2 separate regions of the Gossypium hirsutum genome follow, and region 1 is linked to region 2. Evidence: chromatin contacts called from public Hi-C data. All regions are on one chromosome and are shown on one strand. The core of a region is the stretch at or near the end of the contact, and the rest is flanking DNA. Distances in the headings are between cores, read along the strand shown.

Region 1 (4,940 bases), core at 1,641-4,140, 40 kb after region 2:
AAAACTAATATGACTTTACATACTTCCATAACTTTTTTTATGATTGATATTTTAACAATCTAATCATTGAATGTATCAATATAATTGTACTTGCCACACATGTATCATTTCGAATTAATCCGATATTTTTATCATATCGATCTAAAATATTGTTTATATTAATATATATTTAACATATGAAAGTTTTTTTTATATAAAACAAATAGTTAATATTTTTTTTTTACTCCAAACTTGACATACATGTCCTATAATAATGGAACATGAATTGTGACAATTGGATTGTTAAAACATAAATCCTCAAAAGAAGTTATGAAAGTGGGTAAAACCATGTTAATTTTACACCGGTATAAGTCTCTAGCTAACCAGTATAATAATGACATTCAAGATCATGAAGAGCTGTCAATCGAGCTCGTGGTGCAGTGGCAAAAGACTTGCGACCTACGTTCAATTGGACAACTCCTCCCCCACCTTTTATCAAAAAAGAAAAAGAAGTGATCGAAAAAGTCATCTCCATGACTAAACCAGTTATTACATTAAATCCTCAACTGGGAGACAACATGCCATCAAGTTTCCTTTCCTAAGATGACTGATTTCAACAGTTTGCTTGCAAAATAAAACACAACAGAAATAAATGCTCACCTACATTGAAAGCATCAGGAAAACCCAAAATCCATTTGTTACAAGAGAAAGCTTCCTTCCTGCCCTCCTCATAGTACTAAATGTTCTCTTGCAAATTAAGATGCTCCCTTTTTCTTAAGTGTATGAATGGCTCTACTTGTTCTGCACAGAGACATCAATGCATGAATATTATGTGGTGAAATCATGCTCCTGAGAAGCAAATCTAATTGATAACCTGAGGTCATTTTTATGAAATTCAATTCTTTGGGAACCAAACTGAGTATAATATAGTACCCAAATAGTGTCACTCCTTGTTCAATACTTTAGGAACTTTGATATATGGCTCCTCATAACTTGGAACAGACGCTATAAGCGCTTCCCTGTTTAGAACATACCCAAAGTTAAAATGACTGGACAGTAACCCCGTGGAAATTTACAACTCAGAAACCACAGTGCAGGTGCTCACTTGTTCTCAAATGTTTGAGGGACATCTTCACGCAAATTATCACCTTCAGTGTCTGTGAATAAATAGAATGGCAAAAAGCTTGTTAGAGCTTAAGATTTAGAAAAAGACACATCTATTACTCCACATTAATTATACATTCAATCCGTAGTAGTTTTACAGGGGTCAAATTATGCTCTTAGTCCCTCTACTAAACTCAAATTTCAGATATAGTCACTATGCTTGAATGTGGCATGATTTGGACCCTTTCTTTTATAATATCATTAGTTAGTCTAAATATTTAACACCGTTAACGATTCTGGTTAAAATGATGATGTGGATTTTTCTTAACAACACCCTTCTAACACAGAAAAATAAATCAGCATCATGAGTTAGAAGGGTAATTTTAAGAAGAAGTTCCGGAATATTGACTTTAATTTGGCATAATATGACTTTTCTACTTCTATAATGTGATTAGTTAGTCCAAATAGTTTAATAGCAAGTAAATCCCAGCTTTGAGCATAGTAGAAGCACCAAAATCATAATTTAGAATAGAGTTGGCGAAAAACCTTGTTAGAGCTTAATATTTAGAACAAACTGTATCTATCACTCCACATTGTCAGTCCCCGCTTTGTTAAGATACCTAACTACAACTATTACATTTTTATAGGAAAGAATACTAGACCACCATGTAGATTGTAGAGTGTTTAGGACAAGAAAGAATACTGCATGAAAACTAAAACAGACAATCAATCAACCGTATAAAATCTACTTTACATGGTGCATATATAAACATGCTTTATCTTGCTGGAGAAAGAACAATTTTTGTGCCTTGCGCCTTGGACTATTAGAAGTCCTAGGACCTAAAGCATGGTTTGCACCTTTGCCAAGATTGAACCAAGCAACTGTATAAAAACTACCTTTCATTGATATGTCAATAAATACCTCAATTAAGCTCGATTAGTTCTCCTTCAAACACGTATCAGAAATGTACAGTGCAATAGCAACACCAACAAACAAGAAAGAAATACCAATTTATATAAATGAGTTCTAAGTACCTGCTCTAATAGCAGGCTCGACATTGTCAAGATCAACAGCTTGAAGTTGCCCAAACCTGCAATAAAGAACCCAAAACTTAAAAGAAAATTTCATCTGTTATTTTTCCAATCTTCAAGTTGTAATGTGATGAGAATTACATCCTCTGAGCTAATAAATGGCGATTACATCGTTGATTATAAGTAAATACTTGGAGCATAATAACCATAAAGTATTTCTACAAGCTTTATCTTTACAAGAATAATGGGGAAAACCTGATAAATAATAACAGCTAAAAATCATTAATAAAAACCCAAGACCCAGCACCCAGTTTGTAGGGACATCTCCAAATTACTTATCGAATATCAATTTCGACTTAAATTGAAAAAAAGAAATTACCAGTCTATTACTTGTCCAATTTTGGGAGCAAATTCTTCAACCTGAAACCAAAGGAAAAAAGGGTTGAAGAAATCAACTTCAGCCAAATAAATAAATAAATGAGAAAGTGAATAAAAATAGGGCAAAAAGAACCTCATTTGGGGCGAGTGAAATTCGAGCAGTTTCAGCCAAGCCAGGCAAATCCGGTGGCTGCAAAGAAGACCTTGTTTTGGTGGAGAAATTTCGGATTCTGAGATTATTTTTAATAAGAAAAAAAGGGTTTGAAGCAGAACCAAAAGAAGAAACAGTGGCTTTAAAATTGAAGTTTGTGAGCATCAGCAGAGCTCTGCTCCCCATTGTTGTGATGCCTTTGGTTATTGGATTGGAGAAAGTGAAACAGTAACTACCACTCTTATCTGCAATGTTATCGCCATGAATTGTGAAATGCTTTTGTTAATTTGGGTTTCAGGCCCAGAAGCAAATATTGAGCCTAAATTTTATTCGGCCCAAAATATTATTCTTAAAGGGTTTTATTGACCCAACATGCCTAAATTATCCATTTCACTGTACACGTCTTAAATAAAAATACTATTTCAGACTGAATTGGTAAAGATTTACAAACAATGATTGGCAAATAATAGAGTAAAAAATTTAAGATTAAAATATGTTAAGTGCACTGTTAACATCATTTCACTTTCAAGGGAAGATAAACCCAAACCTACCTTGGACACGATGCTATTGAGAAGCGTGGTCGTGATAACAACCACTACTTTATAAGATTTAAAATTTTAATAAATAAGTTAATTAAATTTTAATTTGATTGGCAATAACATTATTACTAGTATAAAAAATTATAAATTTAAGTGCATTAAAACGATGATTATAAAAAGGATTCATTCTACATAGTCCTTTTTTTTTATACCAACACAATTTTTAGCCGCTATCTCTTTTAGATCATTTGTAATATATATATATATTATTGTGAACTTATCATTAGATTTAACAACATACATATAAAGGTATCATATTTCAGTGGTACAATTATAATTTTAATTCCTCTTAAATACTAATAATTTAATTTAATTCTTTTTAATCTCCTTATTAAATAGGAAATCTATATTTTTGACCCATGTTAAAAGTTAAAAATTCAATTTAAACTATTTTAGTATAAAATTTTAACTTTAAACTCCAAACATTTTTTTTATATAATTTTGTCTTGAACCCTCATCACATGTCATGTTATATTTATAAGTAAATTATTTTGTATTCATTGAACGTGCCATCTTCTTATCATATACTACTTGTAACGAAGTTAAATTTTGAGAAATTTCACTAAGCAAAACCATTGCCCCTCCGTTTTCTTTGCAATTATAATAATGAAACTCAACCAAGTACAGTTTAGTTTCAATTGTAACAAATGTATGACACTTTTTTTACAACAATCAATCCACTATACAAAATCAGCCTTTGTTAGTATCATCTCCTTCGTGTCCAACACTGCTCCTTCCCCTTTCCCCTTCATTGTTGTTACAGGGATGAAGCTGTGGAGCCACGAGTAAGCTTCTTTGACCCTCACTCGACGATGGAAGTGGATTGGCAGAATGTCTGCTATCACTTTCAGACACTACAACAGGTGGCCCCGATGTCACCACAGTTGTTTCCGCTTCACTGCCTCCACCATGACTTGCTGCTTCTTTGCCGCTACTGGCAGCTGGAAGTTCATCAGAGGTTATATTGAGTTGGGGAATGTAGTCTCCAAGTTTTCAAATGGTAAAACATAAAGATAAGAAGACATGGGGTTTATTTATCTCTTCTATTCAAATGAACTGTTGGATAATAAAGCTGCATTTCCATGGATGCTAACTGTGATAGGTCTACTAGACATCGAACCATTTGAAGAAAAGAAATAATAAATAAAGTAATCGATTGCTCAAGTAGTAGAGTTAACCTGTATGGCTGGATGCAGCAATGCTAGTGTTCGTATTTTGAGGTGCTGAAGAAGTTGCAGCTCCCCTTTTCATCTTCAACTGTGGAACAAAAGAAGGCCAATCAGTAAGTTTTACTCATGCTAACAATTGTTTTGTATTTCAGTAGATATTTAAAAGTGAAATCCATTAAACCTATACCATTTTTCGTTCTTGAAGAAGAACTACAAGTACAATCAAAGCACTATCCAAGAAAAAAGAGGATCTTGTGTGCTCTAGCAATCTAAAAAAGTTTCTAAACTTTCACACCTTAGCATTTTCTTCACAATATTTTACAACGACCGAGATGCTGGCATAGCGGCCATTCAACAGCGTATAAGCCCACAACAAAAGCTTCCTTGGATTGCTTAGATCAAGAGGTTCAACCCCTTCCATGCTCAATGGAAATTGCTTTTCTTTTACTAGTCGAGATGGCACTAAAGAAAGGTTGAGACTGGATGGGAGCATTACACAGGAGCTCTCGCGATAGAAATTATATGAAC
Region 2 (5,118 bases), core at 1,567-4,066:
GTGAAGGGTTAAATTTATTAAATTATTTAGAATTATGATCAAATTGATAGAATATGTAAGTATTGAGGATTAAATGTATTATTATACCAATTAAAAAAGGACTTTCCATTATCAATTTAACAACCGGTGACCAAAATAGGAACATAGACATATTTAAGTGACCATTTGTATAGTTTACTCTTAATTTTTTTTGTAACATGTGAAACGTATCTCATATTGTACTTCTCCAATTCCGAATATAAAAGCGTTAATTATTACCCATATTTAAGGTCACATAATATTATATATTATTCTTAATTATAATTCATAAATTATAAATTAAAGTTAATAAACATCCAAAGTTAATTATTTCATATTAACAAGTTCTAAAAATCATTAAAATATGCTAAATTTATTTATTAATTATGCAATAATCTGTAAGGGGAAACATGACAACTATAATATTAAATTAATAGTTGAGACCCACTGTTTTTAAAACAATTTATTTATTTTTCATTTAGTTCTAAAATAAATTATTTCTAATGGATAATAATTTTATTTTACTCATTTCCGTTTTGATTATATAAATAAAGTACATTGCAATCATTGAGTTTCTAAAATAATTAGTTTCAACATTTTTTTTCTTTAAAAAAATTCCAAAAACAATTTTAATCTATTATTTTTAAATGGCAACAATTTAATGTATTATAATTTTATTTAAGTGAATAATATATTATCTATATTAAACAATAATACAATAAAATTATTATTTTTTAAATAGTACATTAAACAAAATAATTGATTCCAAAGCTAAACAGTACATTAAAATTATTATTTTATATAAATTGTTCTAATTTAGTATGGAAATTTTAAAATTATAATAATAGAAATATTTTTTCACAAATTGCAGGGCAAAAAAAAAAAAACCATGGAACAATGATATCATCAGCTTTTTAATTTCATTAAAACCTTATTATTTATTGCATGTTACAATATCTTTTCAATTCTCCTTTTATTTTAATGATTTTAAAATTTATTTATAATCAATTTAATATCGTATTTGCAAAGTAAGGAATAAAATTATTTGTGTTATTATGATTTTATTTAATATAAATTTGTAAGTGCAATAATTAATTATTAAAAAAAATAAAATTATTAATTTAATATAATTACATTGGTACGTATGATTATCTTGTGTATTGCATGAGTATACAAATTACTTAGCAAATTAATAGAAAGAACAAATTATATCAAATTGAGATTTGCAGACTAACTCTTTAACTAGGGGCCAAGTCAAAAAAAATTTTTAGGGAGCCAGATCAAATTTTAATTATTTATAGTTTATATCTTTATAATTTGTAAAGGATTAAATCAAATTTTTATAATTTTAGGGGGTCAAAGTGTAATTTTTTATTTACTAATTTAAAATTTTTTTAAAAATTTAAGAGCTTAAAATGTAATTTTACATTTTAGGGGGGCCGAGACCCATGCCTGCCCCCTTGGCTTCGCCCCTGTCTTTAAGTTGAATTTAGTACAAGGGCGAAAATCATTATTTAACCAACTTAGAATCTCATATTTGATGTAGTCATATTTCTTTCCCTATCAAAATTAATATTTTTATAACTTTTAAATATACAAATTATATTGTTAATTGAGTTTTAACTCGATTTGTATGTGTATTATTGTCAATGCAGGAGGATGTAAGTTCAAGTGCGCTAAAAAGTATTATCTTCCTATTTATGGGTTAGAAAGAGGTTATAAATAGTTTTAAGCATTATGTAAAAAAAAAATGAAGATATTATCAGAATCTATAATAAAATTATTCAAAAAATATGATAAATTTTTAAAATTTTAAATAATTAAACCAATAAGAGGTGATAACGTCTTTTATATCTTCCTAAGTTCCATCTAGACCTGTTCATGGTCAGGTCGTCCACTCAGACCTGTTTAAAAACAGGAGGATTTGGAAAAGAAATATGAAACTCGAAAAACGGGTTAAATAAAATTTAATACCCGTTTTTTATATTGACCGAACCTTGGGTAAGATTTTTTTTTCCTAAGTCTGGCTTGGCCTGAATATGTTATGTTATAAAAATAATTATATTGATAATATATGTTAAATGTTAATAATTATATATATTTATATTTATATTAAATCACAAACCCAATAATAATTAAACGCATTACTTAAAACCTAAAAAAAAATACTTTACCCAACTTAAAATATAAATTTAAAAAATCATATTTAATACAATAAAATAATTATTATATTTATGGTAGTGTTTTTAATATAAATACTTCTTAATATATTTTTAATGTGTTAGAAAGCTTTTATTTTAGCGTTTTTTAGTGCATTAGTATATCATATTTACAAAAATATATTGATAAATAAAAACTAATCTAAAAAAATATATATGAGTGGGCTGAGTCCAAATTTACTTTTCTTAAATTAGGTCGAGCTTGTAAAAAAAATTAATTTTTGAACCTGACTCTACCATGAATACATGTAGTAGTAACCTTTTATTAATAAATAATATGGCTCCAAAAATAAAAGAAAATTGGTTGAAATCTATAATTGATGAAAGATTGTGGACCCAGTGGGCTGATTGGTATTGGAGAATACATATCCACCAATGCCTTCAAATCTAAGCCAAATCTCAAAGAATCTCATCTCATAGTTCATATCCAGAAATTTGTTTCTGCCAATAAAAATCAAATATAACATTTATTATAAATATTTTCGTGGGGAAATAAAATGGTCACTTTATTGGATTTATTTATGATGGGGTTGAGGAATAGGGTACTTTGAGACAGTTTCAAAAAAAAAAAAAAAAGGTGCGTGGTCTCTACTCCACCAAAATGGAAAGACTTTGGTCCCTCCATGAGGGTTTCTTCTCCTTTATATTGCTACTCTTTTCTCTCTCTTTTTCAGCCTTTTGCTTGCAACTTTGGTTTTTCCATTTTAAATTACAAACAAATTTAAGTGAAAGTAATAATTTGAAAGAAAAAAAAATGAAATATATTAATAAAAGTATTATAGAGAACTTTATACTACGAGTTAGGTTGTAAAAAAATGAATAGATTAATTTCTGTATATTAGATCTAAGAGCAAATAAGTCTTATTAAAAAATCTATCTATTTCTGCTCTTAAAAATTAATTTTTGTATCTAAGCATGAGGTACATGTGGCATGATAAATGTCACTGTCTAGTTATTTCGTCAATCACATCAATTTTTAAAAGTACAAATAAATAAAATTGAATGACTCTTTAATCTAATGTACATTGATTAATTTATTATTTATTGAATAGATAAAACAAAATGTAACCGACTCTTAATTTACAAATCTTCATGATACTTTATCATGTCTATTATAAATATAGCAAATTCTATATAAATATTTTAAATAAAATCTAAAATATCTATTTTATTCGAAAAAAGAAATGGGTAATTGAGATGGTGAATATATATAATAAGTTAGGATTAGATTGAGTGGAGTCAAATATAGGTATAGTTAACAAAGTTATAAGCAACAACAACAATAATGTAAAGAGTCAACGAGAACAGATAGGAATTGAATGATCATCTTATTAACCTAAAGTTGAGTGTATATAAAGGAATCAACTCAATTAATATTCAAGGAGTTCTCAGCAACAAAATTTAATGGAGATAAAATAGTAAAGTCGAAAATGAAAAACAAACTAACCATTGAAATCTAGAAACTAAATAAGGAGTAAATGTTAAAATTATATACCAACTTTGATTTAATATGTCATGAATTTTGTTTTACATGATACAATATTGGTTCTATTTTTTTTTTGAGATTTTTGATCCTATACTTTTTGTTATACTATACGTCGATAATGATAATAGGAATGATCGCAAAGCAATAAGAAAGAAAAATAAGAACGTGTAGATTTTACGACGAAAACCCTTATTGGAAAAAAATCATGGGTAGAGGAGTAGAAATTCACTAATGTTGAAAAATAACAATACAAGAGGTTTGCGGCTACGCATAGTTTTTAAGGGTTAAACAACTCGTCTAATAAAAGAAGTATAATTTTATACGGATTCAACTTGTGCGGTAAGATTCGGCCCTTAGACCTTCAACCCCCCAATTTTGCATCTTTATTTTATTTCTTTAACAAGTGAGTTGCACCTCGTATTTTTCAGGATGGATCAAACGAGATTCAAGTTATATAACTCTAACATTTCTCTTACATTTGAGATTTTAAACTTCCATACTTTAGTTTTGACATAATTTAATACCTTAACTTCTTTTTTTTGTTATATACGGATACCAAATTAATTTTTTAACTTAAAAATTAAACCAATAAATTTAATAGAAAATTTTCTACATTAAATTTTTTAAAATAAAAATACGGATATTAAATTTCAAATATATTGTAAAAATAATGTAAGATATAGTGATGTGTTACATAAATTGAAGTTATAAATTATGAAAATATGAGGAAAAAGAAAAGAAATGTTGGAAGTATCGTCCACGTTGTTTGTCGGCCTCTTTAATCATAAAAAAGAAATAAAGAAATAAGAGTATGAAGAAACCAGAAACAGTCCCCTAGATTTTATTCCAAAGAGATTAGTGGGTGCAGTTGACCATGTCCTGTCTCTCCCCCATTAAACTTTCACATCAACTTATTATTATTTTGATTAATTTAACTAATCTCATACACATACAAGTGGCTCTTGATGAAGAGATAAACTAAACCATCATCAGCAGATAAGGACTCCTTTTATCACTTCTAATGACTCCACCTCATCAATCTAATCACTTGGATAGAATTCCTCATCTTATTTCTTTGTATTGGGTGCCCCATCAATTCAAATATTTTAAGCCCCTTGTTTACTCACACCATGGAAGATATACTCAAAAGGACCCTAAGGGAAATCAAGACTTTAGTGAATCAAAATAGCTTCCAATAGGGGTTTATATAGGACTCGATTTTAGGGTTTGTTTTTCTTCATCCATAATAATTAATATTTATATTGTTACTATATTTCTACAAGATTAAAAATTATTGGCATGTGTTTGTTTTTGTTTACACTTTTTGAAGGAATGGATTACTTTTTGAATTGTCATTGAAGTTTAAAATTTTCATTAATAATGTATTAAATAATT

What was found. Hi-C and Micro-C count contacts between places; a contact is called where the count stands out from the background.
Region 1: a contact with region 2 is called in a Hi-C map of leaf, with 3 times the contacts expected there. The contact joins the promoter of LOC107929855 here to the enhancer-like site in region 2. A contact is called at or near these places in 7 of 34 Hi-C or Micro-C datasets (callus and leaf).

What each region holds. Positions count from the first base shown.
Region 1 is chrA07:2,701,489-2,706,428 of Gossypium_hirsutum_v2.1, forward strand. LOC107929855 (glutamyl-tRNA(Gln) amidotransferase subunit C, chloroplastic/mitochondrial) reads right to left here and starts at 2,891. Exons shown (of 7, transcript XR_005930197.1): 1 at 2,627-2,891; 2 at 2,495-2,535; 3 at 2,119-2,174; 4 at 1,085-1,136; 5 at 913-998; 6 at 640-780. It overlaps LOC107929931 (calcineurin-binding protein 1), which reads right to left. Exons shown (of 19, transcript XM_016861476.2): 17 at 4,708-4,940; 18 at 4,422-4,500; 19 at 3,807-4,184. The coding sequence ends at 3,934.
Region 2 is chrA07:2,661,530-2,666,647 of Gossypium_hirsutum_v2.1, forward strand. No RefSeq gene overlaps it. Among protein-coding and RNA genes, the nearest start is that of LOC107929952, 11 kb to the right of the region's middle. Within about 2 kb of position 2,817, at least 4 of the 9 cell types and tissues checked have an H3K27ac peak or open chromatin away from gene starts, as enhancers often do. A contact at or near this core is called in leaf, where this site is marked.